2 separate regions of the Rattus norvegicus genome follow, and region 1 is linked to region 2. Evidence: chromatin contacts called from public Hi-C data. All regions are on one chromosome and are shown on one strand. Each heading gives the region's core, a stretch centred on a gene start, on an enhancer-like site or on the middle of the called end of the contact. The rest is flanking DNA. Distances are from core to core; before and after follow the strand shown.

Region 1 (5,747 bases), core at 113-2,612, 92 kb after region 2:
GCCCACCTGCCTCAGACACTCCTGGCAGGTTCTGTACTTGGCGTCTGCCTGGCTCTTGGCAGAGGAGGCCAGGCGAAGGGCTGGGGAGACCCGGGACACTTCAGGCTCCTCCTCCCCTCCCCTCCACGCCACGCATGGCTGGGACCTCAGGTGTGCCATAGAAGGTGACCTCCCAAACAAATGGTCCATAGTCAGCCCCGTCCTAGAGACTGATAAATGCTGCATCCAGGTCCTTTCACCCCTGAACTGATAGAGTAGTGGTCAGATCAGGGTCAGAACGTTCTCATTTCACCTTGGCGGAGGGGTCCTGATGGTAGTGGCTTCCAGCCACACTTGCAAGAATCCCTTGTGCTGAGGAGGATGCTCACCCTCTCTCCTGGGTATGCCCCTCAGGTGTCCTTTCCCCCTGTTCTTGTTTGCTTTGTGGCCTTAGGCAAGTCGCCAGACCTCTCTGGTCTCTTGGAGTGATCCCTTCTTACTAGTGTAGGGACCTCTCCGAGCCCCTCCCCTGCCCATGCACCACCAGCCTGGGGTGGGGGTGGGGCTCTCGGCTTCTTGGGAAGTGAGTGAGCGGTTTAAAGATGGGGAGATCTGTACGGTCAACTGTGACTGTTCTGTAGCTTGTAAGTGAAGGACAGGAAAGTGAGTACAACCGTGTGGTGCGACCTGGGGAACTGAGGCACAGCTGTGCCCAGCGTTGCATCCAGAATGTTCCTCTTAACAGAATCCTGGGGCGGGACCAGGAATGAAGCATCCTTAAACGGATGGTTCCGCTTGCCCTTGACCCTGAGAGGAGATGGGAGAGGTTGAAGATGCCAGTCCCACCCCCCACCCCCACCCCTTCGCAGCTGCCTCGGAGGCCTGGAGCCTGGCGTCAGGACCAGGGAGGCCCCAGAGCCACTGCAAATCTGGCCCAGCTGGGGGATTAGAGGCATCTGGCTCAGTTACACCAGAGAAACAAAGGCGGCTGCAGCCTTTATCTAGGGGAGGTAGGGGGTTGCCCTTGGGCCTTGTGGGGACCTAGACAGACCTCGGACATGGACCCAGCTGGCCTCATGCACCCCAGGTCCGCAAGAGGTGACCATACACCTCTGGAAGGGGGTGTGCAAGGAAAGGGTGGGGCCTCTGTTAGCAGCTGGCTCTGCTGCAAGAACAGTGACACCCCCACCTCCCCAGGCCAGGAAACATCCAATAAAAGTCTTCATCGGCCCACCCCGCCCTCCTGAGTGCGAAGGGCGTGGTCTTGAAAGAGAAGGGGCGTGGTCCCACAGCAGCCAAGGCCAAGGCCATGGGGTGCGGTTCTGGGCGTGGGCAGCCTCCTGGCCTTCTCCAAGACCACGCCCCGACCACGCCCCTTCCCCAGCGCGGTGCCAGGCGTTGAGGCGCCGCCGGTGCGCGGCTTGCTGGAGCCAGGCGCTGACCTTATTAGCGCGGGGCAGCTGCTTGTGAGGCACATCTGGCGGCGCTGGCCTGGCGCTACCTTCCAGGAATGCTGGCAGCATCTGGGGCCGCTCCTGGGGCCGCCGGCGCCCCCTCCGGCGCCGGCCCGGGCCGCGTCCCCCGGATTTCCCGGCCCCTCCCGGCCCCTCCTGGCTTGGGGCCTGTCAGGGGCTGGGCCTGCAAGAGGGCTACTCTCTCTGGATGCTGCGAGACTCCCCCACCCCCATCCCCGCCAACCCCGTAGCAGAACCCGGTGTCACCAGAATATCCACCCATGCGCGGTTCTTCTGCACAGCCACTTGAGGACAGGGCTTTGGGGCAATCAGGAAGGGCAAGACAGCTACAGTGTTTCAAAGATCCCAGGAGTGCCTAGACCTGGGTCAGGGAGCCCCATAGCGCTTAGTCATCAGAACCACTTGTGGAAGCCAGGGCTTTGGGGGTGGGACAGTTGAATACTTGAAGGTTCAAGAGGAGAGTTGCTGCGGAGGGACAGACTCTTTCAGCTTTGCGATCCCAAAGGAACGCCTATCCTGTAGCTTTAACTATCGAGTACTGGGATCCGAGTACTGAGAATCCCCTACTCTCGTTGAGGATCCTGAAGTGCATCTGCGCCCCCCCCCCCCTAGTTTTCTGGAGACTTTTTGAAAGAGCAGTCACTGGGCCCTGGGAAGAGAGGGCAGGAGACCTCTCCCAGATTGGGGTATAGAAGAGCTGGTGGGGCCCGCTGCTCATTGTAGGGCTGCCTCTGAGGCTGGGGGGTGGGGTGAGGTTGGTCTCCTAGGAGGGGAGTTGGGAAGAACACCAGGTGTGTTGTTTTTGAGGTACCAGGGAGCCATCACAATTGAGTAAGTAGAGAATGGGGGTCAGTGGTCTGTCCACTTCTCCAGCCCAAGTTCCTTGTGGGTAGGAGCTCCTGCTGGCTACTCAAAGGCATGAATAGATCCGCTAAATAGTCTAGAGGCCAGAGTTCTTACCCTGGGCGGACCATAGGGAACCCTGGGCGGACCATAGGGAAGTGGGTCCACCTGGGCAAAAAAGCTGGGGTAGGTGGTACAATCAAGTCCCAAAGTGTTCCTTGCCAGGCCTGGGTCCAGGAGACACTAGTTTGCAGTGCCCTCCCTCACAAGGCCTCCCGCCGGCATCTGCTGCCTGCTTCCTCCCACCCCCAGCCGTTGTTTGTTTTTCTTCCAGAACATTCACCTCCCACCCAGGCAGGCATCCAAGGGTAGTGTTCAGCAGACACCCACCCTCCACAAGCTGATGTCTCTACATTTGGGGGTGAGGGGGTTTCAGTCTTGGCCGTGCTCTGTGAGGCGGGTAGCAGAATAAGGAGAGCCGGTATCCACCGTCCTGCTCCTTGTGTCCCATTCTGTCCCCAGCTGTACCTATTCCCCTTTGTCCTATGGATGAGCCACAGGGTTGTGGTCTGCCTGGGGCAGGGAGGCATCAGACAACAGTCTACTGTCCCTGGGAGCCGAGCGTGGGTCAGGCTGGGTCTGCAGCAGGGCAAACATGGACTCTCATCTGACATCATCTGCCCCACTTGTAACCACTAGCCCCTTCCCCTCCTCTCATCGTCAGGCCAGTACCTCTCATAGGTGTCCTCTCTGTGTCACTAAGGGTGCTGACTACAGCTGACGTTTAGAGTGTGTGTGTGTGTGTGTGTGTGTGTGTGTGTGTGTGTGCACATGATTCTGTGCATGAAAGTGTATGTTTGTGTATGTGTATGTGAATGTATTGCATGTGCGAGTGTGCATGTGTGAGCAAGTGTGTGAGTGTGTTGTGTGTGTTTGAACATAGAGGTCAGAGGTGGTCATCTTTGGGTCTTGTCCCTCAGGTACCATCCACCATGTTTACATGGCAGCGTCTCACTGGGACCTGGGACCCACAGGTTAGACTAGGCAGGCTGGCCCGCAAGCTCCAGGGATCCATTTGTTTCTTCCTCCTCAGTGCTGGAACAAGCGTAAGCTACTGTGCCTGGCCGTTTATTGGGATCTGGAGATTGAACTTGGGTCCTCATGCTGGCGTAGTAAATACTTCACTGATGCAACTGTTTCTGCACTCCTGCAGCCGGCTTCTCGAAGCCTTCGGTGGCTATATGTGGAGGAGGCGCACTGCCTCTTGGGAACCCACTCTGGGAGCCCCATGGTGCGTGGCAGAGAGAGAATTCCTATAGGAGTTCCTGCAGCAGCCGACAGTCTCCTCCATGATTTGCTCAAACTGTCACATCGCTGGTGTGACAGGCCTTGCCTGTGCTTTCTTTCTCAGCCGGAGGAAGGGTATCATGTCTTCTCTGTGCTCTCCAGCTGTGCCAGAAACCCAGCCACATTGGGCAGACCTAGGGGTGTAAGCTAAAACTGGGTGTAAACTAGGGAGCCTCCATGTGAGCCTTCCCCAGCCACGCCTATGCCTCAGCCTCACACACTGGGACCAACAAAGTTCCAGGTTTCGCAGGGCTTGGCTCTCAGAGAGAGTTGGCCTGAGGCTCTAATGCAAGCCAGACTGGGCATGACACCCATTCTGGAGGGTCCCTGACACCTTTGTATGGAGGTGACAGCTGGTGTCATGTGACTAAGCAGTGTCCTGGGCTGGAATATGGAACCTGGCTGCCAGGTGATTATGTTACTGTTCCTACTGTGCTCTGCTGAGTATCTCTGGGGTCAGATGGTCCTTGCATACATATGTCAACTTAATTTCAATGTCCTCTGTCCCAGGGAGGAAAGCACTGTCCCCAGTAAAGATGCTTTACAGAGAGACATTGAGCCTGTGTGAGGACAGAAATGTCATTGGATGTGACCGGCCAGTGGAATGTGTCATCTCTGGGCATAGTGAGCCAGCAGGATGTGTCCCCTCTTTGGCTGCTCCTTACCCTAGGATTCTGATGTTTGGGTGGGAGGGACCTAGCAATTGACAAAGCGTCATGCAGGTGTGCACACTTCTGTTGTTGCGGTGACAAGCACTACCATTCTGAGAGCCTACTGACAACCACCCTTGCTCTCTTTCCCTTCCAGAAGTGCCCAGAGGTGCTGCTCAGCTAGAGTCACAGTTTGGGCGGGCCTGGGACCCAGAACATGGGCTCTTGTCCCCTTTTCAAGCTTCTGTGAGGAAGGGCAGCAAGGATGAGGGCTCATTTCCCCCACAGATGCAGTATTCCTATATGGCCATGTGGAGATCCTTGCTCATGGCCACATGACACCCACAGTGCTCCCATTGGCCCCAGCGCAGCGAGCAGAGCTGGAATGGAAAAGGCAGGCACACGGCTGGCCTATGTCTCCTGAGGCACACACACACAGGTGTGGGGCATGCACCACTCAGGGTAACACAGAGAGTGACTCCCATCATCCTAGGACGTTGATTTCCACAGGGTGACTATTTTTACCGTGTGGCTTGGTAAAATCCAGAGCCTCAGCACTCAACCTCCTAGAAGTCTTTGGTCTGAAAGAAAACATTGTGTTGTTGAGGACTGTCTTTATGACAGCTCCAGAGGCAAGGGTGGCTGGTGGGACTGACCTTTTTTTTTTTTTTTTTTTTTTTGGCTAGGCCTGTCTATCATCAGCCAAAGCTAGGGGTGGGAGGAAGCAGGTGCTGGACAGATTGGGGTCCCATGGCAGTGTGGTCCTGGTTTGGCCACATCTATTGCAGGAAGCAGGGAAGGAGGTCCACACTGTCCAGCCTGCAGACAAGTTAAGGGGCAGGCACCTGCAGGATCACATTGTGGTAAACTGAGTCATAGGGTACGCCAAGAAGATAGATGCCCCTTCAGAGACTCCTGAAAACTAGAGGCCAGAGACCAGAGGAGATCAGCAAGAGGCAGTGTTTTGGGAGGTGGGGCGTGACCTTGGAGACCACAGCCCAGGTGTGGGGACTCAGCTCTGCCTCTAAGTGGGGCTTGCAGCCAGTTTCTAATTTTGCAAAGGATGGTCACAAAAGGCCGTCACCTGGAGTGGCTGTGAGGTCTCTTCCTACCCGGGCTCCTGCTCGGTAAGAACTGTGTCACATGACCCTTCTGTTATTCTGTTATTTATCTCCTCTTTATCACTGGAGTCTGTCACCATCAAGGGCTCTTGTGTGCTAATGAGAACGGGTGGCTGAACCAAAGCAGCATCCTTCAAAGCAGGGAGCTCTTCTTGCCGAGTGCATAGGGGTCCTGCATCTCCCCCACCCCCGACTCTGTCCAGCTGCAGAGTGTGTGCCTGGTGCACACAGACAGCACTTTTTCCACACTGACACTGACTGCCCTGACTCATAGCTGTGGCCTGCAGCCCAACCACTGTCACAGCAAAGGTGTTTCCGGACAGGCAGGGATC
Region 2 (6,359 bases), core at 3,309-5,808:
CCTCCCAGGCTTCAGATCCCAGGATCCCTTAGCAGCTGACAGCTCAGGAAGGAGAGAGAGAAAGGACAAGTTCCCCCTCTGGCCCACAGCGGTTTACACTGATTATTGATTTGACAGGACCTAGAATTACCTAGAAGACAAACTCTGGCCACCTCTGTGGGGGGCAGTTTCTAGGCTGGATTAAATTGAGATAGGAAGACCCACCCTAACGGTGGGAGGCCCCATTTCCCAGGCTGGAGTCTGGCACTGAAGGAAGAGAAGGTAAGGTGAGAAACAGCCTCGCCACTCTGCTTCCTGACTGCAGAGGCCATGTGACCAGCTGCCTCACCTTAGCCACTACGACTTGACTTTCCCACCATGTGAGCCCGGACAATCCTCCTTCCTCAGGGGTGAGGTGCCTGATCTCAGCAGTCGAGAGCTAACACACCCGCAGTACCCTATAGGGTCATAAGGAGATGTTCTGGATCTTGGGGTTGCGCCAGCGGCGAAGGAATTCTGAGTTTAATAGAGAAGGCCTGGGTGCCACTGTCTGGGCAAGACAGCTAGAGAGCTCTGTCCTCCTGTCATGGCTCTGGGCATCTTGGGGGTTGGGCTTGCCAAAGGAGCAGGAGTGGCCAGAGCCCCCACTAGGCCACTCCTTTCCAGCCCCCTGACCCTTGAAAGGGATGATGTCATGCTACAGGATCGTGGGAGGGACAGCCCACCCTTTCCTCACATTCAGTAAACTCACTTGCAATTCCTTTCTCTGCCCTTTGATGTCCTAAAGATTTAAGAACAGAATGTCCTTTTTGGTGACTGCATGAGCTCTTTCTCAGGCTCAAGGCCAGCTCTCGGCATGGAAGGTGGGACAGAAGCCAGGCCCTGAAGCTGGGAGGGGATGTTGGATGGGGATGCTGGGTGGGGATGCTGGGTAGGAATGCTGGGTTGGGGGTGCTGGGTAGAGATGCTGGGTGGGGGGTACTGGGTGGGGGGTGCTGGGTAGGGATGCTGGGTAGAGATGCTGGGTAGGGATGCTGGGTGGGGGGTGCTGGGTGAGGATGCTGGGTAGAGATGCTGGGTAGGGATGCTGGGTGGGGGGTGCTGGGTAGGGATGCTGGGTGGGGATACTGAGGTGGGGATGCTGGGTGAGGATGCTGGGGTGGGGATGCTGGGTGAGGATGCTGGGGTGGGGTGCTGGGTGGGGATGCTGGGTAGGGATGTTGGGTGGGGATGCTGGGTAAGGATGCTGGGGTGGGGATGCTGGGTAGGGATGCTGGGTGGGGATGCTGAGGTTGGGAAACTTGGTGGTACTCAACTGCCCGGCATGGAGCTAGAAGCTTTAATTTCTCCACTGGTTAGACCAAGGAAGGGTGCCTCATACCTAAATTCCTGGTACCTAGGAGGCTGAAGCAGGAGGCTGACCTTGAGATCCAAGCCAGACTGTGCTACAGACTAATCTTGTCCCCACTGAAAAGACAGTGGGCATAGGCGGCCACCCAGGTGATCATGTGACATCTCCAGGCACAACAGCCTCTTTCAGGGACAGTCGCCCTCTGTCCCAAGAGCCAGCACCTGCCTGGCTATGTGTGGGTGTAGCAGGAGCTGTCCGTCACACAACCTGTGCCGTGTGCACCCCACCCTGAGCATTCACCTCTGTCAGTCATCCAGGGTGTTTCTGAAAAGACATCGGTCGCTCCAACAACATCTCCTTTATCCTCTAGACTGCGCCCAGGAATCTATGGCCCTCATGGACCTCCCAAAAGGCTTCCAGGTCCCCTTGACTCAAGTGGCCCTCACCCAACACCATGAAGCCTTCTAGCTCTCTGCCCTGTCACCAGCATGACCACGAGGGAATGGAGAGTTCCAGCTCTCACTCCTGCCCAGGGCTGCCATGGCTCACCTCCGCCTGCCGATAATCCTGCACCTTGGCCAGGTCCTCGGCGAAGTCTCGAATGGTGGCCCGCAGCTCAGGGGTCTCCGTGTTGGCGAAGTCTATCAGCTGTTTCACCAGCTGGTCAGCCTTGTCACGCAGCCGCGCCGTCTTGCGGGTGTAGGAGGCCAGCAGTGAGCAGAACTGACCGAAATACCTCTCAGTGTTTGTCACTGTGTTCTCCATGGCCCTCACTTGGCTGTCCCTGGGTGGGAGTGAGAGCACTTAAGTGCAGAAAGGCCATGGTCACTGGAACCGCCATAGCCACCTCTCCAGTGTGCAAGCACCATTTCCAGTGCCTGGTCCCTGGGAAGTTCTCAGTGATATCTTGAGCCCAGTGAGGAGACAAGACCTGCCTGTGCCCCATGACTGAGCAAGAGTAGATGGATCAGGTGGGGCCTTCGTTCAAACCTGGCCTCTGCCCCTGGGGCTTGTGAAGGTTGTAGCACCCCATGCTCTCCTGCACACCTCTGTACCAGCTGCAGAGGCTTCTCCTCCAGCCCCCTCCACGCCCATGGGTCCTTCCCAGGCTTCTCCTCTTTCTCCCTTCTCAGAAGCTTTTAGGTTAAATAAATGACCCTTTAGGAATCTATTTGAGGCTGACAGATGATTAAAGGGTCCAGAGAAATGGCTCGGTGTGGGGGGCCATGAGGGGACCTGAGTTCAGATCCCTAGCACCTGTGTTAAATAGAGGGGGAGGAGCTAAAGAGATGGCTCGGTGGTTAAGCACATCTATTGTTTTTGTAGAAATGCCCAAATTCAGTTTTCAGGCTCGCAACCACCTGTAACCGCAGCTCCGAGGAATCTGATGCCTTCCGCAGACCTCTGAGGACACCTGTACTCCTGTGCACAAACCTACCCTGCATATACGTATATACATCACTGAAAATTTAAAGATATGAACTGGGTGTGGTCAGGCACGCCTTTAATTCCAGCACTGGTGAGACAGAGACAGGCAGACCTCTGTGAATTTGAGGCCAGCCAGGTCTACACAGACTTCCAGGACAGCCAGGACTACATAGAGAAACTCTGCCCCAAAAAACAAAACAAGGCAACACTCTCTCTCTCTCTCTCTCTCTCTCTCTCTCTCTCTCTCTCTCTCTCTTAAAAAAAAAAAAGATCAGGAGTGGCCCCCACATGCACCTGTATGTAACATGCATTGTGGGGCATGGAGACAGGAGGATGCCTAACTTGCTCTCTGCCAGCCCAGCTCCTGATTCAGTGAGAGATCCTGTCTCAATAAATAAAGCAAAGAACAAGAAGGGACACCCAGTATCCTCCTCTGTCCTCCGCACAGTGGGCACAGCGGGTTATAGACACACAAATACATAATTAATTGAGACTTGTAATTAAATTTATACTTAATTTTTAAGAGGACTTTTTCCGAACATTCTCCCCTTCCCAGTATCTTTTGTCTTGCAGTCTATTTGGTACCAGGGATGCTCCAATTGGGAGGTGTTGCTGTGTACACCTGAGAAGGCTCCCACTGGGTGCTATTTGGTGCTGTAAGACCCAGCCAAGCTCCCTGCAGGGTATCTGGGCCCTCTATCTCCTGTGATTGCTCTCTCCTCCTTCCCACCCGACCTGGGCTTCTCCGCAGAGCACCTTGCAGACCACCGACCACTGCACTCCACACTCTTGCCCTCTCTGACACTGACACACCTCCAGGGCTCATGCCGCCTTTCCAACCCTCAACCTGCCCACAGCCAGCGTTCAGTGACAACCTGTGTGTTCAGTCTTCAAAAGAGTACAGGAGGCTGTCTGCCTCCTTAGGCCTCCTGCCATGGTCCCCTCCCCTCAGCCCCAAGTTGTTCCCATCCCTTGAAGCCCTCCCTCTGTAGAACTCAGGCCACTCGTGTGCCCTCTAGTGGTGCCCCGCAGCAGACCCAGACGGAGCGTCAACTTTATAGTTTGCAAACGCTCTGCTCGCACTTGCCTAGAAGAGGTTGCTGTCGACATTTTTAAGTCAATTAAAAAAAAGCCCAGAGAGGCAAAGCATCCTACCCAAGGGCACACAGCAGGCCAGACCCCAGGACAGTGTCACGCATACACAAACCTTCAGGTCTCAGGCTCTGCGAATCAGGCTCCATGGGGTTAGCTGAAAGCCAGCTTTTAAGGAACACTCCGGGTGCATCCAGGGCACCCGAAGTCTGAGTCACAGGGAGACTCAAAGTCAGTCAGGACGGGCAGGTGACAGTAAGTCTGGGGCCATTAGGCAGAGCACAGCAGTGGCAAGGTCTGGGGCCTGAGGGTTTGAAGGAGTTTCCAGGAGGCACGTGAAAGCAGGGAACAGACCGGCGAGTGGCTACACCTAGTCTTCAGGGAGCGAAGGTGAGGCAGACAGATTGGATTTCGGTAACCTCTATGTTGCAAACCCTCCCTCCATTTGGAGAAGGGGTGGCAGGGAGCTCACCTGCCCTCCTCCCCGACGTGGCCGAACGTGAGAATCCCACTTGCATACCCCTCCCAGCAGCGCGGGCTGCTCACCTGGAGAGGACGACGTTCATTGTGGACAGTGGCACCTGCTGCCTGGATCTTGGGGAATAAGGACAGGGCCCCAAGGGGTCCCCTAGTCAGAGAAAAGCAAGCTAGTACCGGGCCCAGCTGTGTGGTCTGGCTAGACTCAAGGGACTCTGCTGCCTGGTTGCCAGGCAACGGGCCATCCCCAGGCAAGCCCTGGGAGGAGCCCAGATGGTTGCTGGGCAACCAGGGCCTCCCCAGCGGGGTGAGGAGGGCCAGCCTTGCCTTGGGGCTTAACAGCTCTCTGAAATGAATTGGAAGCAGGACACAGAGCCTCCACAGGCCTTTGAATATGGTGTTCTTGGGGTTTAAAGTGCTTGTGTCCACCAGAAGGGGACAGGGAGATCCCTGAAGGCTGCTAGCCTGGAACTTCACCCTGGGCCCCGCTGTGTAGGCGAGTCCCTCCCCCCACTCCCCCACCCCCCACCCCCCACCCCGGGTAGAAGGCCAGGTGGGCAGGGCCTAGGGGCCAGTGTCACCGAGGGGCTGAGGAGTAGAAGGTAAAGGAGAGGGCGAAGGGAAGCGGAGGATGTGAACCTAAGGAGTAAGGGGCAAGCAAGCATCAGCTCAGGGTAGTGCTTAGTGGATCGGGCAGTCCTGGGCCTCCCTGAGTATGCGACTCCCATTGTTAGAGTTGGGGAAGGTGACCCCAGCGTTAGAGCACTAAAAACCCCACTGACCCGGCTGTATTTTACTCACGGTGAGAGGTCTGCGGGCCACAGCCTCCCATTTCACTTTAGGTACAAAGCAGAGCCGTACCCAGGCCTGGTGGTGGAGGCAGAGAACCCAGGGCAGGATGTTGAGTCACAGTCACACAGGATCGTTTTTTTTTGTTTGTTTGTTTGTTTGTTTGTTTGTTTTTTTTGTGTGTGTGTGTACATCCCTGCTCCGTCATGCTGGGGTTTGTTGTAAACACTTAGTAAGGCAGAGACGTTAAGGTCAGCTGCTCCAGATTCAAATCCCACGCACCAGATTCAAATCCCACGCCTCAGCTCTGCTGTGTGGCCTGAAGCAGAGCGCTGATCTTTCTAGATTGATCTAGACAACTGCCTAATAGGAGCTGGTGCCCCTGCTGCGGGGATGAAGACGTAGGTGGGCTGGGCGCTGGGAGCCCGCTCCCCCTGTACCGCGAGCCCTCAGAGCACACAGGACTGAGTGCTGGGTCTCCGCGGCACCTATGTTATGCTCCCCTTTTGGGGGACGGGGACAGATTTCACCAGACAACCAGAAAATCGCTGTGTGTTTTTTACAGTACTGCGCCCTCTGTTTGGGGGCAGCCTCGGCCCTTAACTCCCACAGGAGCTGTGCCAGTCCTGTGGTTTTTCTCTCTGTATGATGTCAAGTGGTTTGCTCTATGTCTCTTGGCCCACAATCCCTCACTTCTGAGGTACTTGCTGAGTTGAAAAGTATCTCCCCAAAGTATATGTCCACTCTAGGCCTCAGAACATGGCCTTACTAGAAACGGGGTCTCTGCAAATTGAGCAGATGAGTCACTCTGGCATGGGAGATGAAGCTCATCCTGAGGCTACTGTTCAATCCACAGAGGACGTATCCACCTCCTGTGACAGACTGTGGCTTTTCTGTCTGAAGGGTGTCAGTCCCCCAAGAATATGGCCAGATCCTGGAACTCAGAAGTGACTGAATCCTGCCTGTGATAGTCAGTGGACTAGTACATCCCTATGTCAGTCTGGGGTCTTCTCTGTCCTAAGGAATCGGTTTTCTCCCAACCCCAGCTCCTCCAGTAAATCAGTGTCCTCCCCATCTGCCCTGTAATATTGCATTTGACCACCAGAGGGCGACAGAGACCACACTCGGGTCCTGCTGAGGGTGGAGGGACTGCAGAGGGGAACAGGAGACTGGAGACACATTTATGGCATCGGTGTGGAGAACAGAGTGTGTGAGTGAGGTCTCATCATTGGCTCTCTTGAAA

Evidence for each region. A called contact is a pair of places that touch in the nucleus more often than the background predicts.
Region 1: a contact with region 2 is called in a Hi-C map of kidney, with 5 times the contacts expected there. The contact joins the enhancer-like site here to the promoter of Cibar2 in region 2. A contact is called at or near these places in 9 of 12 Hi-C or Micro-C datasets (the A7r5 cell line, Schwann cells, frontal cortex and 5 more) and 1 of 1 datasets of contacts at active chromatin or transcription factors (oligodendrocytes).

The regions. Positions count from the first base shown.
Region 1 is chr19:65,228,184-65,233,930 of GRCr8, forward strand. It overlaps a transcript of Gse1 not described here. Among named protein-coding and RNA genes, the nearest start is that of Cibar2, 93 kb to the left of the region's middle. Within about 2 kb of position 1,363, at least 39 of the 93 cell types and tissues checked have an H3K27ac peak or open chromatin away from gene starts, as enhancers often do. A contact at or near this core is called in Schwann cells and liver, where this site is marked.
Region 2 is chr19:65,133,457-65,139,815 of GRCr8, forward strand. It overlaps Cibar2 (CBY1 interacting BAR domain containing 2), which reads right to left and starts at 4,559. Exons shown (of 9, transcript XM_063278678.1): 1 at 4,397-4,559; 2 at 1,880-2,114. The coding sequence starts at 4,416.